Regions from separate parts of the Zea mays genome. Here region 1 is linked to region 2. A link is a contact called in public Hi-C data. All regions are on one chromosome and are shown on one strand. The core of a region is the stretch at or near the end of the contact, and the rest is flanking DNA. Distances in the headings are between cores, read along the strand shown. Region 1 holds the start of LOC103627197 (DNA polymerase epsilon catalytic subunit A). Region 2 holds the start of LOC100304361 (farnesylated protein 3).

What was found. A called contact is a pair of places that touch in the nucleus more often than the background predicts.
Region 1: a contact with region 2 is called in a Hi-C map of tassel, with 2.3 times the contacts expected there. The contact joins the promoter of LOC103627197 here to the promoter of LOC100304361 in region 2. A contact is called at or near these places in 2 of 25 Hi-C or Micro-C datasets (ear and tassel).

The regions. Positions count from the first base shown.
Region 1 is chr5:167,626,459-167,632,352 of Zm-B73-REFERENCE-NAM-5.0, forward strand. It overlaps LOC103627197 (DNA polymerase epsilon catalytic subunit A), which reads left to right and starts at 3,659. Exons shown (of 49, transcript XM_008647495.3): 1 at 3,659-4,034; 2 at 4,714-4,779; 3 at 4,849-4,908; 4 at 5,037-5,132; 5 at 5,525-5,685; 6 at 5,865-5,894. The coding sequence starts at 3,828.
Region 2 is chr5:167,420,520-167,426,742 of Zm-B73-REFERENCE-NAM-5.0, forward strand. It overlaps LOC100304361 (farnesylated protein 3), which reads left to right and starts at 3,943. Exons shown (of 5, transcript NM_001165799.1): 1 at 3,943-4,198; 2 at 4,299-4,503; 3 at 5,512-5,726; 4 at 5,874-5,961. The coding sequence starts at 4,190.

The DNA.
Region 1 (5,894 bases), core at 2,409-4,908, 210 kb after region 2:
GGGTTAGCATTAGAAATATAATTGAGTCCGCGAGAGAGGGCGCAAAACAAATCTCAAGCGAATAAGAAGTGTGACACGCGAATTTGTTTACCGAGGTTCGATTCTTGCAAGCCTACACCCCGTTGAGGTGGTCACAAAGACCGGGTCTCTTTCAACCCTTTCCCTCTCTCAAACGGTCCCTCGGACTGAGTGAGCTTTCTCTTCTCAAATCAACCTGGAACAAAACTTCCCCGCAAGGACCACCACACAATTGGTGTCTCTTGCCTTGGTTACAAGTGAGTGTTTGATCACAAGAAAGAATGAGAAAGAAGAAAGCGATCCAAGCGCAAGAGCTCAAAAGAACACAACAAATCTCTCTCACTTAACACTAAAGCTTTTGTGGAATTTGGGAGAGGATTTGATCACTTGGGTGTGTCTTGTATTGAATGCCTAGCTCTTGTAAGTGGTGGTTGGAAGGTTGAAAACTTGGATGTCTTGAATGTGGGGTGGTTGGGGGTATTTATAGCCCCAACCACCAAACTAGCCGTTTGGTGGGGTTGTCTGTCGCATGGTGCACCGGACAGACCGGTGCACACCGGACAGTGTCCGGTGCGCCAGCCACGTCACCAGGCCGTTGGGTTCCGACCGTTGGAGCTCTGACTTCTGGGCCCACCTGGATGTCCGGTGGCGCACCGGACATGCACTGTAGAGTGTCCGGTGTGCCACTTCGCGCGTGCCTGACTTCTGCGCGCTCTGGCGCGCATTTAATGCTTCTGCAGGTGACCGTTGGCGCGAAGTAGCCGTTGTTCCGCTGGCTCACCGGACAGTCCAGTGCACACCGGGCATGTCCGGTGAATTATAGCGGAGCGAATTCCCGAAGCTGGCGAGTTTCTGAGACGCTCTTCCTTGGAGCACCGGACACTGTCCGGTGTACACCGGACAGTCCGGTGAATTATAGCGGAGCGCCTCTGGATTTTCTCGAAGGTGAGGAGTTCATCGTGAAGTCCCCTGGTGCACCGGACACTGTCCGGTGGTGCACCGGACATAGTCCGGTGGCACACCGGACAGTCCGGTGCGCCAGACCAGGGCTGCCTTCGGTTATCCCTTGCTCTTTTTGTTGAACCCAATTCTTGGTCTTTTTATTGGCTAAGTGTGAACCTTTGGCACCTGTATAACTTATACACTGGAGCAAAACTAGTTAGTCCAATTATTTGTGTTGGGCAATTCAACCACCAAAATCAATTAGGAACTAGGTATAAGCCTAATTCCCTTTCAGTTAGCTTCAATTCCTTTTGTTGACACAAGACACCCAAGAAATTTCCCCTTTACTCCGAAGACACATTTCTCTGGGTTGAGCTTGAGGCCGACCTTTCTGGCAAATGTTTCTTGTAAATCGGCGATGTGATTTTCTTGCTTGGTACTTTTCACTATGATATCATCGACATATGTTAGAATATTCCTACCAATCTGAGAGCTAAGGACTTTGACAGTCATTCTGCTGAAGCTTCTTCCGGCATTCTTGAGCCCATAGAGCATCCGAAGGTAGCAGTAGGTCCCACTAGGGGTTATGAAGCTTGTCTTGGACTTATCTTCCTTATTCATCCAGATTTGATGATAGCCTGAATCGCAATCTAATAGGATCATGAGCTCCAAAGTAGATGTTGCATCCATAAGGGAGTCTATTCTTGGCAAAGGGAACTCATCCTTCGGACATGCTTTATTGAGACCCGTAAAATCAATGCACATCCTACACTTTTCATTGGCCTTCTTCACCATCATAGTATTGGCTAGCCACTCTAGATATGTCACCTCCCTTACTCCGGCACTCAGGAGTCTGTTGACTTCGTTTCTTGCACCTTCGGCTTTGTCATCGGACATCTTCTGAAGCTTCTGCTTCCTTGGCCTGATAACTGGATCTACATTGAGTGAGTGCTCAATGACGTCTTTGTTGACACCACAAAGATCATTGGCTGACCAAGCAAATACATCCTTGTTGTTGAACAGAAACCTCAACAAAGTTTTTTCTTGTTCACCAGACAATTGAGACCCCAACAACACTTTCTGCTCGGTTATGTCTTCACATAGAAGTATGGGCTTCGGTTGATCTGTTGAGGCGGCCTTATCTCTTTTATGCTTATACTGTTGATGAGCTTCGGCTTCATCTATGTTATGGATGACCTCTGAATCTGTCCAGTTCACTTCGGCCCTTCTAGCAGCCTCTTGACTTCCATGCACAACTATGGGACCCTTGTCAGATGATATCTTCATGCATAGATATGTTGTATGAAGTATTGCTTCGAAGGCATTTAATGTCCCTCGACCAATGATTGCATTGCAGGGCTATTCCATATCAACAATGTCAAAAACAACTTGCTCTGTCCTTGTGTTATGAACATAACCGAAGGTGATTGGCATTGTTATTTTCCCGAGCGCCACTATCTGCCTTCCTCCAAAGCCACACAGGGGGTGTGTTGCATCATGTATCTTATCATCCTCCTGCTGCATCGGCCTGAAAGCTTTTGCAAAGATGATATCTGCTGCACTGCTTGTGTCTACAAGGACGTTGTGCACCAGAAACCCCTTGATGACACAAGATATGGCCATTGCATCATTATGGAGATAGTCCTTGAGCTAAAGGTCTTCCTAGGAGAAGGTGATTGGTATATGAGACCACTTAGATTTGATGAAGGGTCCATGCACTCCAACATGTTGTACCCTTCTTTGTGCCTCCTTTTTCTGCTTCTTATTAGCTGGTTCAGAACTTGAACTACCTGTGATTGGGAGCACCAGCTTCATAGTTGAAGGTGCCACGACTTGGGTTCCTTGCGAAGCCATTCTCACAGTCGTGGAAGTGAGTTCACCAGAGGTGGGCGCCAATGTTAATCACTTGTTCTCAAATGTTGTGAATCAAGAACAAGACAACACAATCGTTAAGCATTAAGGACATTCGTCTTCCGAAGCATTGCCTCCTCTTGGATTTAATGATCGTCGGGCGAAGGTCATGAAGGACATGCCTTCATCATTTCGTGAACAAATAAGAATACATAAAGATGAGAAATATAATTCATTGGTTCATTCACATTTATATTTTATAATATACACACGAATATCAGCAAAATTTACATTACATTGATACATTCGACTTGCTTGAAGGTGCTGATACGAGAATGATTACCAATCAGCGTGAACAGTACGAGGATATTGTTCACCAATTTATAGGCATGTGACGCAACCCAGGTAAAAATATATTTATAACCTTTAACATTTGTTCATAATCATAACATAAACCACTAGGGACTAGTTAGTCTTTTTTTCATCTGTTTGGTCTAAGCCGAAGCTAGTGGCAGCTTCGGCACTTGCCATTGTTTGCTTCTAGACGAGACCTTCGTCTTGAGGAGCTTCGGTAGAGAGAAAGAAAGTCTTCAGTATCAATTTACCGATGATGTCTTTGTCTTGAGTATCTTCGGTGGAGAAGAAGACCCCAACACCTAGTGCGGATGCTTTTTTTTTTGATAGGACTGCAATTCATCACCACAGACGTGAGATTTCACCTGTTAGATCGACGGACTCAATTATCCTCACTAGCGGGCCCCGGCTAGCAGGCCACAGAGATACAGGGGCCCGTGTAGGACGCAAACGAGAAAAGAAAGCGGCCCACAGCGGAACTGAAGCGCGCGGGAAAAGCCCCAACCGCCTTCAACTTTTGGCGCGCCTTTCTCCCCTTGCCAAAACCCAAATCTAGGGTTCACTCTTCCCCTTCCCCGGCGTGCAACGGCAGTCCAAACTATCCAAGCGGCCACTGGGCCAGCGCGTCTTCCATTCCCGCTCAACGGAGCGCACCTGCCAGCATGAGCGGGCGGCGGGGTCCAGCTGCCACAGGAGGCGGACGGGGAGGCGGAGGCGGAGGCGGCGGGAACTGGCGGCGGAGCGGGTCGGCGAAGGCGAAGGAGCAGCGGCTGCGCCTGGGCGCGGAGGAGCTCCTCGAGAGCCGGCTAGGATTCGCGCCATACACTGATGGGGAGCGGCGCCTCGGATGGCTTCTCACCTTTTCACCGGTGAGTTCGATCTCGCCCTCTCTGGTCTCTTCGTTGCAGTTGTTTTGGGTTGAGTCTCAACTGTGGATCTCCCGGGAATTAGGGGCGGACCTGCACGATGCCGTGATCCGCGTTGGATTGAATTGGCATACATTAGAAATGAGGTCGAAAGTCAAGTAGAAATGTGCAAATCAGCAAGAAAGATTTTAGTTTCTGTTTGGTTAGTATAGCTCTAGCCATTGAAGCGACTACCACCGTATGCTGGCAGGTAGGAACGCTCAGTGAATTTTGATGTAGCTTAGTGAAAACTTGTGTGCATACTAGTGTCTACTCACTAATATAACATCTTGAAATACCACAAAAACTGGTCCTTCTAGTTTCATATATAGAGCTACATAAATTGTTGAAATTTCATTGAATGTAAATAAAGTGTTTCAATGTAGATGATTCACAATATATTTTAAGGAGCGACTTGAAGGTTCTTGTCTTGTGAAACAGTATTATTTGACCCTTATTGTAAATATATTAATAAAAAGTTAAAAGAGAGAATTCATGTACTTAAAAAGAGGAAAAAGAAAAATACATGTCATCTGATCAACTGACATTACCTTAAATTTTCTTAATTGTAAAATGAAATCAAGACTGAGCTTTGTTTAAGGAAAAAAGTAAGATTACAATTTAACCCCTATAACACCTGCAGTCATCATGGGAAGACGAGGACACCGGAAAAATCTACAGCTGTGTTGACTTATACTTTGTATCACAGGTAAATTTTGCAATTACAATATGAGGCCTGTCTGAACTTCTATGTCTAACTTCGTATGGTTTCTTGCAGGATGGGTCTACGTTTAAAGTGAAATACAAGTTTCGGCCTTACTTTTATGCTGCGACCAAGGTGAGCTAGAGCTTGAGGTTTTATTCTAATATTCCCATCATAAAATTCGATCATGGAGAAACTTGAACCTTTTCTCATGCAGTATTTGTGTTTTGGTGTTCTATTTTGGTATATTTTAAATTTTGTAGGACAAGATGGAGTTGGAAGTTGAGGCATATATTAGGCGACGTTATGAAGGGGAAATTTCTGACATAGAAATAATTGAGAAAGAGGATTTAGATCTGGTTTGTCACTTGCTCTGCATATTGAATCTAATATTCTGTTTGACGTCCACAATTAAATGATGTCATGGCGATAAGTTTGGCTCTAAGTTTATGTCTAAGATTTTTCTGCAGGAATTGATCTCCTTAGGTTTGTGTCACTGCACTTGATTCTATATTGATGACCATCCTTGTGTTATAGCCATAATGAGATTCATATATCTCTTGAATTTAGCTGAAGTTGAATGCTTCATATGTTCAGATTCAAATTTTGATGCTAAACTTGTAGATTATTGTTATTTAAATATGAGTAAGGGCGATGCCAATGTGCTAATTGTTTGTGTCTTTTTGCTGCCATTCTGATGTGTCTGGGTCAGGTGTAGAATATAACTTTTAACATCCCACTCTTGTTGCAGAAAAATCATCTTTCTGGCTTGAAGAGAAAATACCTGAAGCTTCAGTTTGACACCGTACAACAATTAATGCGTGTAAGGAATGACCTTTTACATGTTGTTGAAAAGAACGAAGAAAAAATAGATGCTGTGGAGGCATTTGAATCAATTCATGGTGTAAAAAGGTGCCTATATACTTCGCCAGCATCCAGCCTAATTATTGTGATCTAAGACATTTATGCTTCCTATGCAAAAGTATTTTATATAGTCCTTTCCATAGTTTTATTTGGATTAATGTTTACTACCTTATCCATTTCTGTGTTTATTTGTGAATCTAGTCTGTTGATCATGTGCACTATGGCAGGGTAGAAAGGCCACAAGATTACATAAATTA
Region 2 (6,223 bases), core at 2,693-5,192:
TCAGGCGAGTTACGTTGGACAGGTTCAGCCGGACGAACTAAGTTGGACAGAGAACTTCTACGCAAAATCAGTTGGGACACAAGAAATTGAACAAGGCAGGGAACTCAATACGAGCGATCAAAATTTCAAATGCAAGATGAGGTCAAAAAAATCTCAATATTCAAGGTAGATAAAACTGACAAGCTTTATTCATATGGGCAGAAGTACCAGAAAAGGGCCAGTTCATTATGAACTGACCCCGACAAAATACCACTTCTACCACTACTCCTACCACTACTTCTACCACTAATGCTACCACTACTTTTACCACTACTTATACCACTACTTCTACTACTACTCCGACATTCTACTACTACGCTACACTATACTATTATTTATGCCGGTGGCACCTTGCCACCGACGTTGCCGCTGCCAATGCCACTGCCCTTGCTGCTGTTGTTGCCCTAGTTGTTGTTGTCGCGCCGCCGCTCCTGCCACTGCTCTTGTTCCCACCACTACCACTATCGACCTTACCATCGTCGCCTCCCTCGTTGTCGCCATCATAGCCGCCCTCGTCCGCTTCGTCGTCGCCTTCCTCCTCTTCCTCCTTGGAGTCCTCCTCCTCCGAGTCATCCGAGCCCTCGAGCCCCGCTCCCTTGATGGCTCAGATGTACGCCCTCTCTATCGCAGAGAGCCCCATCGAGTCATCCGAACCTTTGGATGATGGCAAGGGGGCACCAGCGGCGGGGACTCCTCACCCTCAGAGGAGAACTGCTCCTTCGAGAACTCCGAGTCACCGAAGTCCTCTGAGGCAGGAGTCAGAGAATACTTCCTCTTGCTGCCCTGGATCTTCTTGTCACGCTTGCCTTTGCTGCTCTTGCCTCCTGCCATTGGGGTTTTTAGAAGCGGGGAAGTGGAAATCAGAAATGAGACTGGAGCGAGTGAAGAAGATAGTCGCAGGCGGACGGTCTATTTAAAGAAGCTAGGGGGCGACCTTCGGCTACCACCCGTACAACAAAATGTCGCAAAGCCTTCAAGAGTCGTGTAAATTTCCTAGAAATGGCACGTCACTGACACCCCTTGGCGTAACACGACACCAAAGAGGAGTAAAACCAACTGCTCAGACGCATTATTATGCCCTGTTGCGTCAGGTTACTATTTTGAGACAAGAAAACATAGACACCCATTGGGTGTATAGGCCGGATTTTCTAGGATTTTCTAAAGCAACTCGATTCGTGAGATATTCACAAAAGCTACAAAAATGACAAACTCAAGATCGGTCAAACTGGAGTCGACCGAACCTCTATCGGTTGAGCCTAGTCAGTGGTCTCACTAAAACCATGGCCGAGCGCAATCCAGTCGGACCTCCATCGGCTAGGTTCCAGTCGGTCAGGTTTCAGTCGGCACGACTTCAGTCGGTCGGATTTTAGTTGGCTAGATTTCAGCCCAATGAATCACGTTTAATACGGCAAACCAAAACCTTTCAAAAGCAAGATTGTGAAGACCTTTGAGTTAATTGATGCTCAAATTAATTCAAATCTCAGGGGCTACACCCATTGTGTGTACCTACGGTGCACCCAATGGATACAAAGATGGATCAAAGCCTCACCTAGAAGCAAGATTGAGAAGACCTTTGAGTTGATTGATGCTCAAATTAATTCAAAGCTTGGGGCTACACCCATTGGGTGCACCTGGATACAAAGATGGAGCAAATTTGCACTCAAAAGCTTAGAAAAGTCAAAGGGCACAATTCTTCCTTAGAGTCTTGAGCCCATTGCTCTTAAAAGTTGGCTTGAGCCTCGGGGGCTTGTGGGAGATAGATATCCCCTAGGTTCTCATGAACATAGAAACACATCATGGGCCGCCTGATAGGCCTCCTGATGGCTTGCCTAGCGAGACAGGCCATTGGGCCACAACCAGGCCGGACAAGCTCGATCTAGGAAGACGAAGACCGGACGTCCGAGTTATGCACAGACCGAAGCGCTGATATCTCGAGCGAAGAGGTTGCACACACCTGAAGGGCTAACACACTCGGTTAAGGACGCTACTGAACTCCGGATAAGTAGGAATACATGCCACGTTAAAGGAGGGTTTAGGTAGAGTAGATAGTGATCACAACTTGTAAAGGGATAACCCTCTGGTCACCTATACAAGGCCGATGGGGTAACCCTACGAAACATCTCATACCATCTCTCATCGGCCACATCCTAGCACCATCTCAAAGCTCATTAGCCCTCTTGTAGCAACCACACGCTACTAAATCGGCAGGAGAACTCATCCTCCACCACCCTTAGCTCATTTGTAATCCGTGTACCCTAGTGCAATTCCAATATATAGTCTCAACAAAAAGTAGGTTGTTACGCATTCTATCGACCCAAACCTGTATAAATCCTTGTGCAATCTGACGTGCTCCGGCACGTACCATCGAGTTGCAATCAACGACACCGTCCTGCTCAAAAGCATCGCGTAGGGAATCCCATGGTGCACAGTCGGGTCATAAACACCGACATACTCGTACCCGCATCGATGAAAAAACCCATCGGGTAACCCATACCCTATTAGATACCCGCTAAACACATATTAAATAGCATAAATCTAATGAATATATGGTGTATTTGAAATTATAAATAATAAAATGTAAGTAAATAAAAGAAGAGAAATAATTGAGAAACGTGTCGAGTATATGAGTTTCGGGTACTCATTGCCATTTCTAGAGAAGAGCCTACGACAAGCCTGATTAGAGCATCTCCAAAAGAAGATAAATAATTAAGTAATATAGAAACATGCAAGGTGATCATGTTTTTAGCTAATATATATTTATATGTACAGAATTTAGTAGATTATTATATATATAGCTGAGGTGAGTATAAATTACACATGGATATTCGGGTATGGGTAGTATATATCTATACTTGTACCATACCCACTTTTATATTAGGTAAAACGTGTCGAGTATATGAGTTTCGGGTACTCATTGCTATTTTTAGAGAAGAGTCTACGACAGGTGTGATTAGAGCATCTCCAAGAGCTCTCCAGAAAATAACTCCTCAAAATCAGTTTTAAGGGACATCTAAATAATTAGTGGGGGTAGATTTTAATCCTTACTCCAACGGATGCCTTAGGGTGCGTTTGGTTGGAGAGTCAAATATAATAGAGTGGCTCCATTCTAGTATTTGAGAATAAAGTCATTCTATTCTGCGTTTGGCAAGAATAACAGAGTCGTTCCATTTATTGTTTGGTTGAAGAGTAGAATAGAGCGGAGCCGTTCGATTATTTGTTTGGTTCGAGAGCCATATGAGTATAGAGGGGAGGATGGGAGGGAGAGCGATCACGTCCAGGAGAACGCTCGCATCCGGTTGTTTTTGTGGAGCGGTAGCGTTTCAACTACTTATAGTAAATTTTCATAAGAGGTCCAGGAGCCACTACACTCTTATTTTGTTGGAAACCAAACAACCAGAAAATTAGAATGGAGCCACTCTATTCTTTCCCACTCATCAACCAACCGCACCCTTAAAGCGGCAGATTGTTTCTAGGGAGCCTAAAAAACTCCTCATTTGTAGCTATAAATGGGGAAGTTTTAAGGGCTATAAAAAAATTGCGAACGCTTTAGAAAAAATGTTGGAAACATATTTTTATGTTTTTTCAAAAAACTATATTTAGAATACTTTAAGAAGAGGACATATCCTGTGCAATCACTCATTTTGGTGCAAGCGTGAAATCAAACTATCCAGAGCATCTAATCTAGATCCAACGGTTTCATATGGAAGGAGTTAAAAATAAAATAGGTATTATGTTTTAGGTGGAAGGGATTAAATATAAAATAACAGTCATCATTAGATCTAGATCGGATGCACCAGATCGCTTGATTGAATGTTTGCATCAGGATAAGTGATTGCATAGGATATTTCTCCCTTTAAGAAACTGTTGAAGATGCTCTTAATTGCAACGCATTTTCAGTGCGGACCGGCGGCCTGACCCACTAACCCGCCGCACCGTCGTCCCCGCTAGGCGCTGGCCTCTGGCCCCTTGCGGCGCGCGGTGCGTTACAACTTACAAGTAGCGTCAGTGAGTTACAGCCAGCCAAAAGTTACCTACAGCTCACTCCCAACGGAAGCAAGAACCACCGCTCACTCACTCGCCATTCGGCAGAGGCGTGACTGACTGAAACTGAGCACTAGGGCTTTGAGAGTGCAGCAGAGGAGGGCGAACCATGGGCGAGGTAATGCCTGCTGCTTCTTGGCGGCGATGCTCTGAGCCTCTGACACTGGGAGAGGTGCGGGAAGATCTTGATGTGCTTTGTTTTGTCTGTGTTGGTGCAGGAGGAGAAGGCGAAGGAGGCGGCGCCCCCGGCCGACAAAGTAAAGGAGGCGGAGGAGAAGAAGGGCGAGGGGGGAGGAGGGGAGGAGAAGAAGAACGAGGCCCCGTCTCTTCCACCGCCGCCGCCGGAGGAGGTGGTCATGCGGGTCTTCATGCACTGCGAGGGTTGTGCGCGCAAGGTCAAGAAGATTCTCAAGGGATTTGATGGTAATAGATTACCTCTTCTCTTTTCTGATGTACTTTGTGCCGTTGTGTTCTTGTATACTGTTTTGTTTTTTAACAGGATGTGTTCTTGATAGTTGGCATACTATTAGTTGTTATTTTTTTCTCTCCGATTTCCTAACAGGACCTCGCATATTGGCACTGTTAGCTCTGCTCTTCTTCCATGGTTACAAAAATCATGTTGAAATCTGCATTTTTTTTTGTTTTTTTCTGTTTTCCCATGTTTTATTTGAAATCAGGTTCCTCTATCTGAATCATGGAGTGAGTTTCTACGGTACTTCTGGAAAAAGGGCAAACTTTTGTAGTTTTTGTAGTCATTTGAAATGTAACCAAGTTATTTGTGTACTGCATCGCTTTAAGGGAACGTTTAAAGGCGTCTCTTTCGTAAGGTGCGAGTTTGAAAATTTTCTCCTTTTTTTAATCTACTGGTCATTTTCTCTTTGTACTTGTGCATCATCATAGTACATACAGTACATGGCGGCGCCACTTGTTTCCAGATGACTTCTATGATATTGACTCTGGATAGCAATTTTTATGCGAAACCATGTGGGTGTTTTAGTTACATTTGAAAACGTTAGGTGTGCAAATACTTGCTTCGAGGAGACCACTCTGAGTCGCACGTTATCCTGTGTTAGTGGTGAAACAATTTAGATCCCAGCAACCTTAACGCCCAATCAAGTATCTCATAATGCAGACGACTCCAGTTTAGTATATGCCTCTCTGGGCATATGTTCAAAAAGTTTCCAGGTTGCCTTAAAAAAGATGTAACCCTTCTGTCTGTCATCTGATGTTGGTAATTGGATTATGGTAAAGATTCTGCCATTCTGGGTATGCCATAAGTTTAACTAATTATTGTATCCTCAACTCGGAACTGAAGTTCCACGAATTTATCTGAAATTTGTATGCTGCCTCTTTATGCAATTATTTTTGTGCAAATGTGTGAGTCGTTTAATTGAGCTTCTAGAGTCTGAATACTGGTTTTGTGATGTGCAGGTGTTGAAGATGTTATTGCAGATACGAAGGCACACAAGGTGGTCGTTAAGGGGAAAAAGGCAGCTGCTGACCCAATGAAGGTGGTGGAACGGGTGCAGAAGAAGACAGGCCGCAAGGTAGAGCTTCTCTCACCAATGCCACCACCGAAAGAAGAGAAGAAGGAAGAGGAGAAAAAGGAAGAACCTGAGCCACCAAAAACCGAGAAGAAAGAGGAGGTGAATTATCCTTACCTAGATTCTTGAACACACTGCATTGCCATTTTTACTTCCAAATATTTGCCGCATCAATTTTATGGGCATTGTGTACTGCTATTGTTTCTATGATATGGGACTGAGACATTGATGTTTTGTTTTGTACTAAAGGCAACGGTGCTCGCTGTGGTGCTCAAGGTGCATATGCATTGTGAGGCTTGCACACAAGTGATCAAGAAGAGAATCCTCAAGATGAAAGGTATAAATTTGTTGCTATTATGTTGCATGCACCAACCAGTTCAACTAAAAAAATAAGCTGATGAAGTGAGGTGGACAATTCACTTGTATTTTAACACTCCGCATCTCGTCGAGCCTCTCTCAGGGTTCAACCAAAAAAAATAAGCTGATGAAGTGAGGTGGACAATTCACTTGTATTTTAACACTCCGCATCATATCGAGCCTCTGAGCCCTAGACATTGAATATGAGTGAGCATGTTTATTTAATTGTGCTAACCAGAATT